Linked DNA regions of Zea mays: region 1 is linked to region 2. The links are chromatin contacts, called in public Hi-C maps. All regions are on one chromosome and are shown on one strand. Each heading gives the region's core, a stretch centred on a gene start, on an enhancer-like site or on the middle of the called end of the contact. The rest is flanking DNA. Distances are from core to core; before and after follow the strand shown.

The links. Hi-C and Micro-C count contacts between places; a contact is called where the count stands out from the background.
Region 1: a Hi-C map of endosperm shows a contact between it and region 2, with 4 times the contacts expected there. The contact joins the promoter of LOC100127010 here to the promoter of LOC100281652 in region 2. A contact is called at or near these places in 3 of 25 Hi-C or Micro-C datasets (ear, endosperm and tassel).

What each region holds. Positions count from the first base shown.
Region 1 is chr5:68,081,693-68,088,477 of Zm-B73-REFERENCE-NAM-5.0, forward strand. It overlaps LOC100127010 (anthocyaninless 2), which reads left to right and starts at 5,028. Exons shown (of 1, transcript NM_001112604.2): 1 at 5,028-6,570. The coding sequence starts at 5,060. The coding sequence ends at 6,247.
Region 2 is chr5:67,935,432-67,941,892 of Zm-B73-REFERENCE-NAM-5.0, forward strand. It overlaps LOC100281652, which reads right to left and starts at 3,019. Exons shown (of 9, transcript NM_001154571.2): 1 at 2,939-3,019; 2 at 1,240-2,659. The coding sequence starts at 2,426.

The DNA of each region.
Region 1 (6,785 bases), core at 3,778-6,277, 150 kb after region 2:
TTTATATTTTTCGTCAAATTAAATAGGGCAATCCTTCCTCTGTCCTAGATATACTCACCTCTCGGCCTGCCCTATCTCATCATCCCAACAAACCGAGCGTTCCCCAGAAGTCTTTTCCCCACCGCCGCTGTCGCCCGCGCCCCAGTCACTGTCGCAGCTGCCGATGGATGGAAGGATGGCGCTGACGGGCCGTAGGTCTTCGCTGGAAGCAGTCGTAGGTGTGATTCAAGGAGCCCGATATGCTTCTCGTCAAGTTTCTTGTGCTAGTCCCATGGTCATGGACGCCGCTGCATAGCCAAAATCATATGTAACTCCTGCATCTTATCAATCGATGTCTGGCATGGGTGCTCGCAACTGGATGGTGTCCAATTATAGGTATGCATCTCTTGGCTTCCTCGTGTACTATCTAATGTACATAGAGGAGATCCTGCAAAAAAAGTTCTACATACCAGAGTTGGGACGAAGCATATGCCCAAGAAACCTCTCCACCTGCTCCTATAGCACTCCCTCCAAGATGTAATCATGACGAATGGAGAGTATTAGCAAATTATTTTATCGTTTGACCTGAGCAACAATTTTTTTATTGAGCCCAAGAGGGTACTAGTGAATTAATTTTTCATTTCATTTTGGATCTAATCAAATAAATTTGTTTCACCATTGATTCCTATCAATTAAGTCGATTATAACAACAAGTGACTTGTAGTTTTGTTTTTAGTTTGTTCCATCAGCGGGGGCATTTCTAGTTTCTATATGCACAGAACATTGGTGTTATGGTTTTCTCTAATTTACTTATTTTTTTGGCAGTACAATGCCCTCCCAGGGCAATTACTTCACAAATCTGCTCAACCAGGAAGTGATAGATGTTTTTGACTCGGAGGATAATGTGGAAGTTGATCATAATCTATCAGACTCATCTATTGTGAACTCACAACCAAAACAAAAGGGCAGATCAAATAATTTTGTTGAGGAAGAAGATAAATTATTAGTTTTAGCCTATGTTAACATTAGTAAAGATCCTATTACTGGATGGGATCAAAAAGATGGCAAATTTTGGGAAAGAGTTGAGAACTACTTTCACGCTAATAGAGAATTTGAGTTAGATCACAATTGGTCATCCTTGCGGCACAGATGGGGTATAATTCAGAAGGAAGTTGGTCTTTTCCAGAGTTACTACAATGCCATAGAAAGGAAGAATGAAAGTGGAAAGACAATGAATGATAAGGTAAATTCTAAGTTCGACTTGTTCACATTATGTCAAAGTTTCACAAGTGTTTACTATATCTATTTTGTAGATTGGCGAAGCGAAAGAAATGTTTCATAAATTGCAAAAAAGGTTTTTTCTATGTTCCATGCGTGGATCATTCTTAGACACGAGCCAAAGTGGTCATCTTATAGAGAATCCAAGATGGCTAACACAAATCTGGAGTCACAGAATACTAATGAGCAGGGTCACCTCAATACTGAAAGACCACCGGGAAGGAAAGCTGAGAAGGAAAATGTACGAGCGAGAGAGCGGGATGACAATGAATTTGATCCTTTAATTGAAGAAGTTAAAAAATGAGAGAAGCACGACAGGAAACAGAGAAAGATAAGAAGGACCATGATGATAGATTCTTTGAGCTTGAGCAAGACCAGTTTGACAAAAAGATAATGGAAACTGACACAAGTACAATGGACAACGAGGCAAAATAATACTTCAAGTTTATGAAACATGAGATCTTAGCTCGCCGTTTTGGGCATACTTCATCATAGTCCACATACCAATAACTAGGCTAAATGCTGCTTTAAATCCTTGAGTACTCTATTTTTGTAGTCCGCATACCAACAACTTTTCTATCTTATTTGTTCTAATAAGCTGCAACTTTTCTATCTTATTTGTTCTAATAATCTGCAACTTTTCTATCTTATTTGTTCTAATAAGATGTGGGTTCACTACTGTTGCTGGTTCATCTACCCTCGTCAGTCCCATAAATGTTCAACTAAGTCTTGTTGGAGTTGATGATGAATGCGAGAATCCTATATTTCTTCATGCTTGTCAACAAATGATGTAAAATTTGATGCCCGTGTTCGTGAAACCACATGTTCTGTCTCGGCATCTCTCTTGTCATATGACTTGTATACACGATTAGCATCACGTTCATCTTCAATTATCATACGTACGACTCTGTGATCTAGGAAATATCAAAACAACAGATGGATGAGAGTGGTCTCACCTCTAGATGAACCAAGTCGCGTCAGGTGCTTAGGGTGGCGGCTGCGTCAGGTGTACTGATGTAGAGGGCGGCTACTGCGTTTGGCGATGATGAAGCCAGGAAACAAAGTTATGGGCCGCGAAATAGCAAAGAGGGAGGAAAATATGACACGCGAAACGGAGATAAATAAGTAGAAAAACATGGCGGAAATAATTCGGTGGGAATAGATCAACTATATTTCGGTATAGGGCTTCTCTGTTGGAGCTTAATTTGTTTTGTGTGTCCTAAATACTTTAAATCAAGCCTCTTTTTAATTTTTAAGGCATTATTTTAAGCCACACTCTGGGAGATGCTCTTACTGTGGCAATAGATGAAAATCTTCCTAGCTTCGTGTTTCCTGGCATTACAATGGTAAGAATTTGAAGTGATGTTCACTAATTAGCACCCTTTTCCCACATACGACTGTATTTTATCTTGAGATTTCAGGTCCTTCCATGTTTCTGGTTTCTCCTTCAGACAATAGGGTAAATAGATGTAGCAACGTAAGTTCACAAGAAGGGTAAATAGATGAAAAGTGTGATTCTTTCTGGTTTCCCCTTCCGACAGTAGGGTAAATAGATGTAGCGAAGGATACTCACAAGAACTAGCTAAATAGTTCTCTCTAGAAGGGAAAAAATGTCGCTACATAGCAATTAGCAACAAGGATCCTTCTTGCCTGTCCCCATTTGCTGCTAGTTCTTCCTTCATGTGAACGTGATCCTAGTTCTCTCTTATCCGTGCTCCGCCTTTGTATCCAGGAACTGGAAATATAGATTTCTGAGTATTCAACGTGATCTTGGAGAAAATCTCATCGAGAGCGAGGACGATGTTGTCGTATTGCTCCTGCACCTGGAGATCGTCCTTGTCTCCTCGCTGGACTTCTCCGGCAGCGTGAGCTGCAAGTCGAACGTACGTGCCGGCGGCGCTTCTCGCCACAGGCGGTAGTAGCTGGGATGCCAGGATTATCGCCCCCGCCGTCGCTGCTAGCCTCCTCCGGCTGCTGCTGCTGGCTGCCCTTGGCCTCTGCGACTGTTGCTTGTTGATGCTGTTGCTGCTCAATGGTTAGGGGGACGTAGTTTCCGTAAGCGACAACAGCATCACCAGCAAGCGCACCATTTACGAAGATCTATATCACAGACCTAGACCTCGGCGCCAAGGTCTAACACAAAACTAGACCACGTGAGCTGCCAGCTCGATCCATCTACGTCATCGGGGCCAACACCTCGGCGCCAAGATCTGTGACGCTGAAACGTGTTACTTTGGTGCCATGGCTCATGACGCTGAGCAAAGAGTCTAAATTTAAGAATTGTTCCTACAAGAATCTAAATGTGAAATTTCTCTGCAAAAGGGTCCTAAAATGAAAAAAAAATCAGTCGAAGGGTCACAGGTGTGGACCACTTTTCTACGGACGCGGACACGCGGTGCTTTGGCTGATTCTTTCCTACCATTGTATTGCGGCTTGCGTGGGAAGCGTTGTGCCGAGAAGCTGTGGGAGAATCTCGGCGTTTGTTATCACGTGACCTCCTTTTTTCGTTTTTATATTTAAAAATTCAATATTTGTTTGTTTATGAGTGTTTGATGAGTATATTGTACCTCTTGTAAACTGAAGCACACGATTAATTCTTTGTTAAAGAATGCCATGATAATAGTTTGCTATAAATGAAATTAATGTTAAATCAATTTGTTAAAAATTATGGTTTCTTCTGAATTTAGTTATTGCCGATAGAGAAAAAACATTGAAAAAATATTTAGATCATATACGGCTGAATTTAGTTATTGATGATCTTATTTGTTATATTTTATTTGTTTGAGGAATACACGCTTATTTTACTTCACCCTGTTTGTTACTTTAGTCACTAGATTAAACTTTAGTTTAATCGCTAAAGTACCTCGTTGGTTTCAGTGACTAAACCAGACTAAAGAGCATTAATTGATGTAAATAATGACTATGTTGTCCATATTAATTAGTGGATATTTGCTGCAAAAAGAAAGTGAAGAGGGCAAATAAGGTAAAAATCCTACTTTAATCCCTTTTAGCCATCCCTTGGTGACTAAAGAATTAAAGTTTAGTCACAACACTTTAGTCACCATATTTAATTCTTTAGGGACTAAAAGTGACTAAACTTTAGTCACCCCAAACTAAACGGTACCTTAGATCTATTTATTTGAGGAATGCAAGTGTTTGAATAACTATTCTATTTAAATAAGATCTACCTAACGACGTACGGACATCTAACTAGTATAGAATTAACGTACACATGTATTGATTTGAGTGACCCATGGCTGATTCCAGTGATCAACAATAATCCTGCCAAGCATCAAGCTAATCCCAAGGTGCCACGGAATGGTCTCGCCCGCCGCCGCTGGCCACATATACCAGCAGGTGACCGTCGGATTGGGTGGCGCTTGGCACGGAAAAAAATTTGGTGCAGCACTGCTGCAAACCAGAGTGGTTTGCAGCCCCTCACAAAAAGGAGGATAGACCCCACCTGCAGGTCCAGCAGATAACGTTTTAGTTGTATTATTGTTGCTGCGGGTGGGGTCTATCCTCTTTTTTGTGAGGGGCTGCAAACACTCTGGTTTGCAGCAGTGCTGCACCAAATTTTTTTCCCTTGGCACGTGTTCGGGTGGTAGCTGGCTCCTCCATGCAATGCCTATGCCTGTCGTCGCGATCGCAACCACCAGTCAAGACGAATGGCAGGCAGCTAAGTAGCTAACAACAACAGGCTTGTATTGTATGTACAGCAATATATATACATCTCGAGAAGCTCCTAGCAGAGATGCATCCATCTCGACGACGATCCATCCATCTTAAAGCAAGCAGAGACATGGAGTCGTCGCCGCTGCTGCAGCTGCCGGCGGCACGCGTGGAGGCTCTGAGCCTCAGCGGCCTCTCCGCCATCCCGCCCGAGTACGTCCGCCCCGCCGACGAGCGAGCCGGCCTCGGGGATGCCTTCGACCTGGCGCGCACCCATGCCAACGACCACACCGCGCCGAGGATCCCCGTCGTCGACATCTCCCCGTTCCTCGACAGCAGCAGCCAGCAGCAGCAGCGGGACGAATGCGTGGAGGCCGTGCGTGCCGCCGCCGCCGACTGGGGCGTCATGCACATCGCCGGCCACGGCATCCCCGCCGAGCTCATGGACCGCCTGCGCGCCGCAGGAACCGCCTTCTTCGCCCTCCCCGTCCAGGACAAGGAGGCCTACGCCAACGACCCCGCCGCCGGCCGCCTGCAGGGCTACGGCAGCCGCCTCGCCACCAACACCTGCGGGCAGCGCGAGTGGGAGGACTACCTCTTCCACCTTGTGCACCCCGACGGGCTCGCCGACCACGCGCTCTGGCCTGCGTACCCGCCCGACTACATCGCCGCCACCCGCGACTTCGGCCGCCGAACGCGGGACCTGGCCTCCACGCTGCTCGCCATCCTCTCCATGGGCCTCCTTGGCACAGACCGTGGCGACGCGCTAGAGAAGGCGCTCACCACCACCACCACCAGGACAGCAGCTGACGACGACCTCCTCCTGCAGCTCAAGATCAACTACTACCCGAGGTGCCCGCAGCCGGAGCTGGCCGTCGGCGTGGAGGCCCACACGGACGTCAGCGCCCTCTCCTTCATCCTCCACAACGGCGTGCCGGGCCTGCAGGTGCTCCACGGCGCCCGCTGGGTGACGGCGCGCCACGAGCCGGGCACCATCATCGTCCACGTGGGGGACGCCCTGGAGATCCTCAGCAACGGCCGCTACACCAGCGTCCTCCACCGCGGCCTCGTCAACCGGGAGGCCGTGCGCATCTCCTGGGTCGTCTTCTGCGAGCCGCCACCAGACTCCGTGCTGCTGCACCCGCTGCCGGAGCTTGTCACGGAAGGCCACCCCGCAAGGTTCACGCCGCGCACATTCAAGCAGCACCTGGATCGCAAGCTTTTCAAGAAGAAACAGCAGCACAAAGCAAAAGCAGAGGAAGAGGATGGCGGCAATGGTGACCACCACCGCCACGAGCCGCCGCCGCAGACCAACTGATGGGCTGCACATGTCTTTCCATCCGCCCACGCATATCTTCTCTCGCGAAATTAATAAGGATCCATCAGCATTTTCCATATATTTATATTAGTTTCATGCTCCTACGTTACTACGAGAAAAAAAATAGTATCTATGATATATAAAATCCATGTGTTAAAATATTACTGTAACACTAATATTATATATGTTGTTACGAAATCAATATAATAAAATAATTTGATATACCAAAACACTAATTATTATTCTATAATTTTGTTAGCGTAACTAAAAGTTAAGATTTATATACTTTAAAAGATATATAAGATTGTACCATCACTAGTAAAAAAATAAACAATACCAATATTTTATAAAATATGAGTATACAACGATTACATAAAAATACACAAGAGATTTATTATCATCGATCCTAACTCAAATTATTTACCAACAACCAAAATGTTGTTAATCTCCTGCACCATCCATCTCCTGACGCACTACGACGATGAAAACTGGTGTATTATAAGAGTAGAGAGTAGAGGCTACTTCCGGTCAACCCAAA
Region 2 (6,461 bases), core at 1,769-4,268:
AACTTTGTAAGACTTGGAGCTTCCCTTAGTGCTTTAATTGCTCTTACTATAACCAACTATATGCTTAACCATCACTCCAATTCCCTATTATGAACTCCATATGAAAAATCACATTTTGAACAGCATTGCACTTTAAGAACTACAGAAATTTAGTGCTCTTCTGCTTTTTTTTTACTCAAAGTCTCAAACACACAGGAGATCTGCGTTATCATTTCCTTAGAAAGGGAAAGTACATAGGGGAGGAAGAAAAGACCCCCCTCCACACACACACACCTCCAAGTAGGGACGGAGGCAGAAAAAATTTTATGAGGGACTAAACTAAACCACTGCAATATAGGAACCCCTTCTACATTATATGTATACACTAAAAATCTTAGGGGAGGTTCTAGTGGGGCTCCATGGGCTCGGCAGTGGTAGGAGGGGCTCGAGCCTGGCCACCCCACCGCCTTCGTCCCTGCCTCCAAGGATCCAACACACCCAATGGCCAAGGCACACAATGACACAACCAACACAACCAGAACCAGACTATCAGCCAGCAAACAAAGAAGGGGACCATAAAAGACTACCAAAAAGAACAGAGGATCAAATGTCCACAGTAAGCAACCTTACAAGGAACTCCTGGAGATCTTTGGCTCCAGATGAGGACCACAAATGCACACATTTGCTACAATTTGCATCACCATCATGACACTCGCTCTTCCACTACATTCTGTAATGCAAACATGAACAAGATAATTGACACTGGTTTGTATTATGTAGCACTTGCTTTGTTAAAGTTTGTGATAAAAATGTCTGAAGTCATAACTTCTGATCAACTATCAAGTTCGCATTCCATGTGTATACCTCTCACTCCACAACTGCTAATCTTAAGTAAAAGTTATGGGTTTACGGAGCACCCAATGGAAAGACCTAGTTCTCCAGCCGAAAGTCATTTCCTAACCGGTCAGTTATGCTCTACAATTACTTTTAGATGACAGAAAGCCGCCACCTAGTTCTCCTTCGCATTTTGTTGACACTGCAAAGACAAATAATTCATAACTATTTTGGTAAATGGAGGTAGATATATGCAGTTCATGCACAGTAGGTGGCTTATATGATATACATTCTGGAACCTTGCATATGGGTTAATACAATTTCAAGCATTTAACAACATATAATGGAGAACATTGATAAGGAGCGAAATAGAAAGTGAAGACATTCAAATATCAGTTCCTCCTGGTGTCTCATTGTATTCATTACCTGATTCCAAGCTGCAGACTGAGCATCAGATCATAACTCCTATGTCCTTTAATTATTGTCTGCCCAGGTTTCTTTATGTCCTTCACTATTTTCTTCTGGCGGCGTGATACCCTTTTTAATGGATTCGAGAAGCTTGCATCCACCACGACCTCGCTGATGAGAACACCTTGCATATATTCCCGTTCCAGTATAGGAAGGTTGGAATCAGCCTTGTTTTCACATCTTTCAATTGCAGAACTTTCATTGGTTTCGCGACCGAGGAATTTTTCAATAGCCACTCCAAGGCTCCACCTTCTTTCCAGTAGCACATTAGTGGAGCGAGTTTTCTCAAAATTCAAGCTTCTAACAGATGAAATACCTACAGAGTCCTGATTTCTGCTAGCCACCATGTCTGCCATGTCCGATGAGGCAGAGTGAAGGATACGGGAACCATGAGTCTGGCTTTCAGCACCAGGCAGTACACCTCTGTTTCTTAAATCGTCGATGTCGGTAACCGGAATCCCACGGCATTTTGGATAGAACGTGCCTTTTCCGTCCTTGACCCCCCTTGTCCAGGTTCCTACATAGTAGCCAGAGTCCTTCCATGTGTAGATTCCATAGCCATGCATGGCACCATCTAACCAGTTCCCTTCAAATGAATCTCCATTGTTCCATGTGAGAATTCCTTTGCCTGACATGACCCCATCTTTCATGGCGCCAACATAAGTGTTCCCATTTGCCCAGGTATAGGTGCCATGCCCCTGCATTTGCCCATGCACCCAAGAACCTTGAAAAGTGTCTCCGTTGGGATATGTCTGTAGGCCAAGGTGGCCATGCTTAAGATTCAGCTTCCAGCCTCCCCTGTAACTGTTAAGCCCGGCGGTATACGTTCCCTGACCATAAATGTAGCCACCGGAGTAGTCACCTGTGTAGGTGGCCCCTGTTGGCCACAGCGTCTTGCCTCGGCCATGCCTGAGGCCTCTCCTCCAATCACCCTCATAAACACAACCATCGGACCAGATATAACAACCTGGGCCATGTGGCGTGTTGCCCGATAACGCGCCACGATAAGTATCCCCATTAGGCAGTATAAGCTCTCCAACTCTAGAGTCAGAGTTTGTTTGATCTGAATGCTGGGTTGTCCCTGGGAGTAAGATACCAGCAGCTTGAGGCTCATCATGGAGAAGAGGCGCCACAGGGGTGGCCATGCCATGCATACAGCTCACAGCTCAGCAGGGGCTGCGGCAAGAAGATAAAACAGGCTGCACAAAATGATGATGACGACGACGACGACGACGACGACGACAACGACGAAAGTAATAAGGGATTAGATGAGTTACAATTGCAAGTCCGCGAGATCTGCTCGCTGTCTCCGATCCGTATTGTTGCAATTCATGAGTGTTGGATCTTGGCAGGGGACCCTTTTGTAATGAATTGCGTGCTGAGAAGTGGTGAGCATAGTAATAAATAATAAAGTGGCGTGAATCTGATCCCCGTCCCCGTGCCGGAGATGAGAAGAAAAAAAAAGAATGATGAAACAGAACACCCTGCCTGCATGCATTGCATGCGTATCTGGTTCAAACCCAAATAATTAACTAATGAGATTATTCCTCAGGTAATGGAATCGAAAAATACTGGGGGCGGCCCGAGGAGTGACGGTGGGGGAATCAGACTAGTACGTAGCTAATAGAGGAATCCATCCGGGTATTGGTTGCCTCACCTTCACCTCCGGCTGACGGCCGCGGGCGTGGTGGCTGGTGGTTTCTTTTCTTCAAATCAAAATTGGCGAGTCGCCGGCGACGGCACCGCCCCCCACGGGGAGTGTCGGTTGAGGTTTGGGTTGGACTGGACTGGACTGGGCTGGGCTGGGCTGGGCCTGCCTTCATTCTCATGGTATGGGAAAGTTGTTTATTGATTTACGAGCAAAGTGAAAATAATCTACGTGCGTACGTAGTCTAGAATGTGTGTATTTTGTATTTATCTAAAATGCATGAGAATTTTTTTTTCCTAAAAAACAAATCCATATATATATATATCCTGGGCTTCCAAATAACTGTAGATTACAGGTTGCCGGGTATGTAAATTACATACCTCCGCTGATCCGCTGATGGAAGATCGCCGGAACAGTAGCAGATGCTCTGGCCGGCCGGTAGTACTCTCGATCGATCGATCTATCTCATGCTCTGGCCGGAAGATCGCCGGAACAGCAGCAATCCATGCATCCAACACCTAGCTACCATATGCATTTGTAGCTTGCTACTGCTATAAGTAAGTAGTACATATGTACTCCGACATGCATGCATAAGCATCTACTATATATATAAGCATATGCTTTACTATCTTTTTCTTTTCTGGATACACATGAAGAAGATCAAAGAAATATTTCTTCCACTAGGTCACGAATACTTTTACCCTGCCTTTGTTAGCTGGAGCTTTTGGTACGTAGCTTTTGCTTCTCTAGCTAGCTACAAGGCGCCTCAGGGTTCGTAGCTTCTTCAAGCTAGCTAACGAAAGATCGAGTCACCGCCGAGCATCTCGAATCAAATCCATGCGTGTCCACCGCAGCCATTTGTCAAATTAATAAATAACTAAAAGTCGTCGACATAGCTAGCAGGTAGCAGCTAGCTAGCGTGGGGGAATATATTCATGCACGCATGCATGCATGTTCATCTTATAATAAATAAATGCATTATTGTGCGATGCTCATCGTTGAAAAATAAATCTTCTTTTTCTTCCTTGTATTATTATTGATCGGCCAGAATTAAATTTGGCGCTCTAGGTCGGTTGTGTGGCTTTACTGGCCTGATCTGAACCAAGGGCTGAACAAAATACTCGTGGCTCGCCAGTTCGTTCGATTCGTAGTCAGTTTGGTTCTATCGTTTCGACTCGTTCCAATTTTGTCATTAGCTGATCTAGTATCTCGATCGGTTAATGAGCCAAGCTCGTTAGCTCAAATAAGCTAGCATTTATGAGCAAACAAAACCTACACTAATGTTGAATGAACTAATAAGTAATGAATTATATTAATTTAGTGTTGAAATATGAAATTATGAGCATTATTATTCTTTTTCTAATATTAAATTGGTCTGAAATTAACTAGCAATTGAATATATTGTTAGATAGTATATGTATATTGTTTTTTTGGCTCGTGAACTAAATAAGCTTGACAAACGAAATAAGTCAAGCTAATTCTATAGCTCGGTTTTTAACGAGTCCAAAGCTAGTTTATTACCTTAATGCCCATCTCACGCCCGTTTCGCTCATCCGTTGCTTATTATCTCAGTATTTCTTATAAATGGCTGGTTATTTATAGAATGATTGATCCTAATAACTATAATAACCATAATAAAATAGCTGCTTATCTCAATAATTATTATAAATATCTGAGAGTAAAGGATGGAATGACTGAGTATTTATAGAATGATTGATCCTGATAAATATAATGACTGACACTGTTAAAAAATATAATGACTGGTCTAGAGATAAATATATCAAGCGACGAACACAATGGTGAAATTAATTTTTAGTTTTGAAACTTAGTTTAGTCTTTATCTCTATCTCTACTATATTAAAGCACCAGTTTCACCGGTCCGCATCATCTTTTTACAAATAATCTCTCACATCTATTTCAAATTAACCCACTGCACGCCCGTCCCCTCCTTGCAACCAACCTTCACGTCCCAAACCACACCTCGGCGCATAGATAGATGGGCAAACGGGCGGCCTGGCACGGGCCCGCTAAGCCCAACGCTCGCGGGCCGCAGCTCTGGCTCAGGCATGACACGCCTGCTGACCGTGTCGGCCGGCCCGTTAGCCCGTCGGACCATTTAGTTAAATCGGCGTAAAATGTTAAAAAGCGGTGCAGGAGATGGGGTTCGAAGCCACGCCCTGATGGCGAGATACACTGGATGAAGTCGTCTAATCACTAGAACATCATGCTCAGTTGTTTTGAATATTGAATATAAATTGTACATATGTATATTATCTGCACGTGGTTTGTGTTCTTCTGATGATGGCTCATTGATCTTGCAAAATATATGTTAGGATTTGAAGATCCATATGGGCACTACCACAGGGTGCTCGTCCCTTGTGTTCTTGGCTCTTGCATGCATTAGGTCATTTCTGAGACCACATTGGCGCAATGGACTCCATGGTGTTTGAGGTTGCTAGATTAGATGGAACAACAATGATTTGTCACTCTAACAGTAAAAGGAAATGTTATTTGTTGGTTTTAAACGTTAGTAATCGCTATTGTTCGACACCAAAAAGAGAGGGCGGACGGTCCGGCCCTGGGGCCGGACGGTCCGCGGTCCGGACGGTCCGCGCCTGTGGGCCGGACGGTCCGCGCGTGCGTAGAACAAATTAGGGTTCCAAGTTTTTTTATTGTGTTTGTTGGCTAGATTCTCGGAATTAGCTCGGGAAGTTTGTTTGTAAAGGGTCCAGCCCCCCTCCTCTATAAATAGAGAGGTATACGGCCGATTTGTAATCATCAATCGAATCAATACAACTTCTATTTCACATTTATTTCCAGTACAATTAGGAGTAGTTCTAGTCTAGTTCTAGTTTAGCCTCTCGATCCCCAAATTCTCCGCTTCTCTTCGACTCTACGTCGATTAGAGGAGTCTAGGTCGGCTGGCCCGAGCCTAGACAACTCCTAGGATCTCTCCTCCCCGACGGGGTCCCTCCCGGGAGCGAGATTCAGGCCGCCGCCGGCGACCTTCCGCCGCCCCTGCGTACGCGCGGACCGTCCGGCCCCCAGGGCGCGGACCGTCCGACCATCAGGCAGAGGACCCTAGCCTCGCACCAGGCCGCGGACCGTCCGTGCCTGACCAGAGAGCACCGCCACGGTTCTTGTTGAGTGTTTGGCGCTCCGAAAAGGCGTCAACATACTTTTTGGCGATTCCGCTGGGGACAACACATCTAGACCTATCAAATCGGCCCTCAATGGCCGGTTCAAAGGATAGCTCTAAAGTTTCCACCAGCAATATCATCACACCGACATGGGAAAACTTGCCGGCTGAAAAATAGCTCCTGTTCGAGGAGCGCCAGGAGCAGCTGATCCAAGAAGCAAAGGCGAAGTTCCTGGCCGACTTCAAAGTGGACAGGAACAACAAAGTCATTCGGCAACGGGCGACAGATCTGGCTTCGCTCCGATCTACTACGATTACCCCCAATGTAAGTAGCACCAACGAACTCCAATCTCTTAAAGCTTACATAGACGAACAACGAGAACAGTTGCAACG